Linked DNA regions of Nomascus leucogenys: region 1 is linked to region 2. Evidence: chromatin contacts called from public Hi-C data. All regions are on one chromosome and are shown on one strand. The core of a region is the stretch at or near the end of the contact, and the rest is flanking DNA. Distances in the headings are between cores, read along the strand shown.

Evidence for each region. Hi-C and Micro-C count contacts between places; a contact is called where the count stands out from the background.
Region 1: a contact with region 2 is called in a Hi-C map of a lymphoblastoid cell line, with 2.7 times the contacts expected there. The contact joins the enhancer-like site here to the promoter of FKBP5 in region 2. A contact is called at or near these places in 2 of 4 Hi-C or Micro-C datasets (a lymphoblastoid cell line and an unstated tissue).

The regions. Positions count from the first base shown.
Region 1 is chr22a:56,793,496-56,796,842 of Asia_NLE_v1, forward strand. No RefSeq gene overlaps it. Among named protein-coding and RNA genes, the nearest start is that of ARMC12, 8.5 kb to the right of the region's middle. Within about 2 kb of position 1,251, the one cell type or tissue checked has an H3K27ac peak away from gene starts, as active enhancers do. A contact at or near this core is called in a lymphoblastoid cell line, where this site is marked.
Region 2 is chr22a:56,752,969-56,756,410 of Asia_NLE_v1, forward strand. FKBP5 (peptidyl-prolyl cis-trans isomerase FKBP5) reads right to left here and starts at 1,788. Exons shown (of 11, transcript XM_030802745.1): 1 at 1,634-1,788.

The DNA of each region.
Region 1 (3,347 bases), core at 1-2,500, 40 kb after region 2:
TTCTTTCTTTTGAGTCCCTATAGCTATTACACACATTTGGTACTCACCACCTGCTGGCTTGGGTTATTATTTAACCTAACATCCAGTGTGTTTGTCTCTTCAATTGCCCAAGGGGAGGATATCATTTCAATACACCCAATATTTATTGAACATGAACTCCGGTGCCAAGCCCGGCCTGTGGCGGATGAGTTGGAATGGTGGCAGGAGGCGGGGGCAGTGGAGGAGAGGGCTCAAAGAAGAAGCAGACTTTGTTTCTGCCTCAAGGACTTTCTAATCTGGTTAGAAGAACAGGATTAGTAAACAGATCTCTAGAATATGAGACAGGCCACACGCTGTGCCGTGAGAAAGGTACAAACTGAGTGTGCTGGGCGTTCAGAGGAGACAGGAATCAGATTTGGCTGGCACTGTTTCAAGGAAGCTTTATGAGCTGGAGCAGCAGAGATGGGTAGACAGGGAGGACGGGCACTCCTGGCATGAGAAATGGCACAGCAAACTGTGGAGGTGGGAAGGAAGGAGAACAAAGGACTTCAGGACTGTGTCTTAACCTCGTGGTGACATTCTTTAGCAGGACCCAATACAGAGCCTTCCACACGGTGGACGTGCTATATAAATGCTTTGTTCTCTCCTTAGTTTGGAGAGGGTGGGATCTTTAGGACCAGCACTTAGTGATGTCTTTCCACAGAAGGATGGGTAAGGAGAAAACGTGGCTCTGAATAAACCAGGTGTTTGGAGCTAAACACACGGAAGGGTCAGATTCCAGGGGCAGTTTGGGGTCGTCTTCCTTGGCCTTGCCCTTCTTCCACCCTGTCGTCCACACCCACCCGCCAGTGTCTGGGCTCTCCCTGCTCCCGGCGTCCTGCCAGGGATTTCCCAAACCGTCCAAAAGTGCTGGGCTTGGTTTGCCAGCCCCGGGAATCCCTGGAGTCTCCGTGTTCCAGGCTTCTGTGAAGGATCAGGGAAGGGGGGCTAGGAAAGGGGAGGGTCCTCCTGGGGATTGCTTGAATTGGCCCCCTCAACACGGGCTTCCGTTGTCACGTGACTGCGTCCCAGGTCTCGCAAGTCTGGGGCTGGCGAGCTCCAGCTATCCTCCTCCTGCCTGCTGGACTGAGCGCTGGAGAAGCACGGACTGGGCGCTGGCGGCAGCCTGGGTGGCTCCTTCTGCTCGTAGAGCTCCCCACACCTGCTCCCTCCCCCAGCTGTGCTAATCCAGGCGCCACCCAAGCCTGGGGTACCCAAGCAGGAGCAAATGGGGGATGGCTAGGTCTGGGTGCTCCAAGGCCGGTGAGTGGGCAGGGCTGCGGGGCCCACGCGCGCCCCGGAGGTTGCTCGCCAACCCCTGCCCCAGCGTGCAATCGCATGGTTGCGGCGGCCGGGAAGCTGCGCGCCGAGCGCAAGCCGCGAGCACAAACAGGGCGAGGAGGCTGGTGTGAGCGCCTGGGCCCGCTGCCAGCGCGCCGGAGCTGGAACACAATGTCCCGAGCGGGCGGGCGGGCGGGCGAGCGCGAGCGAGAACAGCCTGACTCAGCAGCTGGGTAAGTGGGTGTGCTCGCTCACCAGATCAACCGCTCTTGCAGCCTGCGGTCAGCGACGACCCGGCACTCGGCGGCTCCCTGGAACGGGAGGGGCGAGCATACGGCCCGCTCCTCTGCTCGCGCCCCAGCCTGCCGCGCGGGACCTCCACGTGGCCGGTTTGCGCATCCCTCTGCCTTCTCGCCCCTCTATTAAAGCGTCTCCCAGCCCCCAACCTGAGCGCAGCAGACTCTGCCCACCTGGGAGGAGCACTCTCCTCACCCCACCCGACAGGTGTGGCCAGGCACACAGCTGCTGTGTACATGTCCTGTTTTCCCCAAACCTCACCCCTCTGGGACGCCTCGGAAGGTCTTGGCATGGGGGATGTAACTCTTAGTTGCAAACAGAGGTAGGAGTTTGTTCTGGGGTAGTGGTGGAGCAGGGAGCCGAGGAAGAGGATCCTAGGAGAAAAGTGGGACGTAGGGCAAGAGGATCTCCCCTATCTCTGTCCTCAGCTGACCCAGAGTTCAGAGTCTCTTCCTGCCCCCTCCCCTCAAAATCACTAGGCCCCTGAAGATTTCCTCCGCGGAGGGAGGGAGAGGCAGGTGGTGTGGTGTCAAAACACACAGAGACCCTGCTTTTCTGCCCCCACCCCCAAACCACAATAAAGACCCAGGAATCCTGCCACCTAGCCACAAAGCTCCTCCTTCCCCCTCTATGCAGGGGAAATGGGGTCCCATTTGGAGTCCCCACTGGGGACTTAGGCTGTCTCCTGGTGTCTTGTGGGGCCATTGGGAGGATGACAGCAGCCCAGAGCAGGGTTCTTCCTGGGGGTGGGGACCTGTCTCACGTCCCAGCTTCCTGGGGTGCCTGCGCAGTGCCCCGAGGGATGCTTTGTGCCTGGAGAGTGCCAGGGCAGGCGGGGAGGAGTGGTTCCGGGAAAGGCCCTGGCAGGCAGCATAGGCCTGGGCTCCAGGGCCTTTGAGAGTGGGCCTAGGGGAGGGACCTCAGGCTGCTGAAGTGCCTCACCTGGGCCTCCTGCCATCTGATGGCATCTCTGGCACCCTCTGTGGCTAAAGATGCCAACACAGGCCTGGGCCGTGGACCCCCTTCCCATACATACATCACACTTCCCACACAGGCTCTTACCCAGCCAATGCACACTGCATCTCCCAGTCAGGAGGCACCTTCACTGCCATCTACTCCCACCCTCTTCCTGATGCTTGAAATTTGTCCGTGATCCCAGGTCAGTGATTGCTCGAGGCTGTGACAGGGACACTCTTAGACATCAGCCCACTGCTCTTCTGGACTTCCCTATCTCCAAGTCCAGTCACATACAGGACACCTGCCCTTACATGGCCTAGAAGTGACCGAACTCATATTCATGCCCATCACACCAGCTCCTCCCCATTGCCCACCATGACCCTCCCAGTCCTGAAACTCACTGCAAAGGTAGATTAATTTTTAACTGCTTTCTCTCCTTCACCATCCTTATGTCTGATCTCTTATCAAATTCTTCCCTTTGTTGCTTTTATTTCAAAAGATATTGTTTGTTCATTACTTTTCTCCTTCACCCTTTCCCCTCCAGCCCCATAGATTCCACCTTTGGCCCAAATTCTCACAGCAGCTGCCACACTGTCCTTTCTTTTTCCTTCCTCCTACACGCCCTGCTGGAATAATCTTTCTCAAACATCATTTATTGTGTATGTTATCAACTCTAGACTCCTCAACCAAGCACAGTGAGTACACTAGCTAACCTGTGTACTCTCTGTGATGAGACCTGAGTTCATTCATGGCATGTCCAGGCCACGGGGTTTAGTGCAGTGCCTCCTGCACAG
Region 2 (3,442 bases), core at 538-3,037:
ATACCTAATACAGATATCAACCAAGACACATTAGAGGAAAAAAACTGGGTAACTAAATAAAGTGTTTCTCACAAATAATGAGTATTAATAACCCTCGTTTTAAAAATTTTATTTGTATATAATCTCTAAATTGGTCAGGGCCATAATTGTAGATTGTCAGGCAGAGGTCTGCTAGGGGAGAGACAAACAGAAAATAGTGAAGTGAAAGTATGACAATAAAAATTTCCCACCAGAATAAGAATTTTTTTCGATTCTTGGCTTTTGATTCAAACACCAAGAGAAGCAGCTCCCTTTAGAGAATTATTTTATAATTCTCTAAAGTAAAAACCCTTATGGGGGAGGTGAATAGAATCCCAGACTATTAAAAATACTTAACCAAAATATGCTTTAACTTTTCCCTTGTCCACAATCTAACAAAATGGGAAGACAATGAAAATAAACACTCCTGTCTACCCTCAGAGAGGCAAAGAAAGCTCCCATTCAGTAGTAAGCCTTATTCCACTGGAAAACATACTCCTGAAAAGTAAATCCAAAACCACGAGCTCAAACTGCTTCATGCAGAATTTACTGAACGGCGGCCAAACGCTGAACACACTGTCCTGAACCACACTGAAGGGTATCTAGAGTTCTGCATCTCCGCTTACAACTTGAACCTTACTACGCTTTCGCCACCACTGCAGAACCCGATTTTAGAAACTACGATGTTCCTGCCGGCTCGTTAATCGAAGAAAGCCACTCTGCACCCTGACGCTCGAAGTGTCTTTTTGGTAATACTGGTTTTTGACTCTTACACTGTGACCGGTGCACCTTTTTGGACGATCAACAAGGCGGAAGGCGTTTTCACGTCCCAGAACAGAAGAGCATAAGGAGCCCTGGGACAGCGTTCAGCCGCTTCGGTATGGCCTGGGAGTGACGCGGATCACCTGTTAGACGGCGCTGCGCGGACTCCTCCACAAGCGGCCGACAGCGGCGATGCGGTTCCCCAACGCTTGTCCCGAGGCGGCAGGTGAAGGCGGGGACCGCCCGTCCACACCCGGAGCGCAGCCACCCCGCCACCATCCCCTTCACAGCCCCGCCAGGTGGGCGAATCCGCCCCGCGCCCGCGGCGTCCCGGCGCTCGGCTCGCCCTGGGGTCCGGTTGTTCCGGCGCCCGGACCCGAAAGCGAAGTTTGGCTCCCGCCCGCAGCGGTGCCGGCTGAGGGTCCCGCCGCCTGTCCCGGGAGAGCCGGGGGCCAGAGACCGGAGGCGGCGCGGGACCTGTCATCCCGGGCGGGAAACAAAAGCCCAGTGAGGACGGGCGGGCGCGACCGGCCTCGCCTCTGCCGGGAGAGGCCGGCGGGGGCGGAGAGCGGCGCCCGCGGCCACTAGTCTCCGCGCCTCCCGCGGGGAGCACCGGCCCCGCGGCCCCTGGAGCGCGGCGAGGGGCGCCGCAGTGGGGCCAAGGCCTCCCGCGCGCTCTCCTCGAGGCTTCCGGACCCTGCTCTCCCGCGACACGCGGCTCCTGGGCTGCGAAGCCGCGTGGGGGTGGGAGCTGAGGCAGCGAGCGCGGCCGCGGCGGGACCTGGAAGGAGGGCGTTCGGCTCCCGGGGCGCCGCGGCCGGCCGCCCCATCTCCGCGGCCATGGCGCCGGTACCTGTCGCCGCGGGGACTCGCCGACTCCGTCACTCTCCGCCTTGCCCGCGCTCCGCTAACCCTTCAGCCCGCCCAGCAGGCCGACCGCGCGCCGGACACCGCCGCCCGAGACTGGCAGCGCCCGCGAGCCGGCCCGAATCCCCGGGGCAGCGCCCGGCGCCGTCCCGCCCCAGCCGGCCGCAGGACCCGCCTTCCATAGGGCCCCGGGGCTGTCAGTCCGCCCCCAAAAGGCGCGCGGGCTGTCGATCCGCCTGTCCGGATTGGTGGCCGCGCGCCGTCCATGCAAATGAGGCCCCGCCCCCATCATTTGCTTCTCCACCTCCCCACGCCAGCCCACGTGTCTGGCCCTTGCCCTTTGTGGGGGCCATAGAGAAGGGATGGTGGAAACTGACACCCCCTCACATCTCTTACCCCCCAAGAAATTAATGCCTAAGCTAGCTAGTTGACTTCCCATCTGTATCATCTCTCTGAAGGCACTGCCCCTCCTATCTGTCCACCGGGCCTACCTAGAGGCTGGAGAGGGGCAGGCCAGGCTGTTTGTTAAGTCAGCTGGCCAGGTTAGCCATAGGAAGCAACCCCATTAAGTCTAAGATGCCCAGTCGGGACTGGGGAAATCCCACCTCGAGAACCAATTTAGCAGATATCACCTCCCTCTGGACACCCAGTGACTGTAAAGACCATGCTTTCTCTTGGCTTGCTACCTTTCAAGCAGGAGATTAAAACAGGAAGAGGTCTTACGGCTGAGTTCGGCCGGGTGGGGTGGCTCACGCCTGTAATCCCAGCACTTTGGAAGGCCGAGGTGGGCGGATCACGAGGTCAAGAGATCGAGACCATCCTAGTCAACATGGTGAAACCCCGTCTCTACTAAAAATACAAAAATTAGCTGGGCTTGGTGGCGCACGCCGTCCCAGCTACTTGGGAGGCTGAGGCAGGAGAATCGCTTGAACCTGGGAGGCAGAGGTTGCAGTGAGTCGAGATCAAGCCACTGCACTCCAGCCTGGTGACAGAGCAAGACTCCATTCCAAAACAAAACAAAAACAAAATGGCTGAGTTCTTCCGCCAACTCCAAAGGGTAGACTGCCAACCAGATGGCTACCTCTGAGTTACTCCCATAAAGATGTAGGAGCTGCACCTGGGCCTTAGGGAATCTCTAATCAACTCTCTCATTTTTAAGGAAACAGAAACCTGATGTGCCATAGCTAGTTACGCGTGGGACCTAATAGTTACCTATGGAAACCTAATATCCCATAGCCAGATTAGAACTCATGTCTCCTGGCTCCAAACCTGCTCTCTTTGCACTATATTGCATTCAAATATTTATGAAGAGCCTCGTCTACAAATCACCATGCCGCCTTCAGGAGATGATGTCTGGGGGCCGGGCACGGTGGCTCACGCCTGTAATCCCAGCACTTTGGGAGGCTGAGGTGGGCCGATCACCTGAGGTCGGGAGCTCGAGACCAGCCTGACCAACATGAAGAAACCCCGTCTCTACTAAAAATAATTTTAAAAAATTAGCCGGGTGTGGTGGTGCATGCCTGTAATCCCAGCTACTCAGGAGGCTGAGGCAGGAGAATCGCTGGAACAGAGGTTGCAGTGAGCCGAGATCGCACCACTGCACTCCAGCCTGGGCAACAAGAGCGAGACTCCATCTTAAAAAAAAAAAAAAGAGTGATGATGTCTGCAGAAAAGACAAATAAAGCCAAGACTGAAACCGCCTTGAGGGCAAGGGTTCTGTCTCAGTCATTTGTCTATCCTCAGTGCCTAGAAGCTTCCCTGTTTACCAGTTGCCAGGGAGAGTCACTGAAACAAC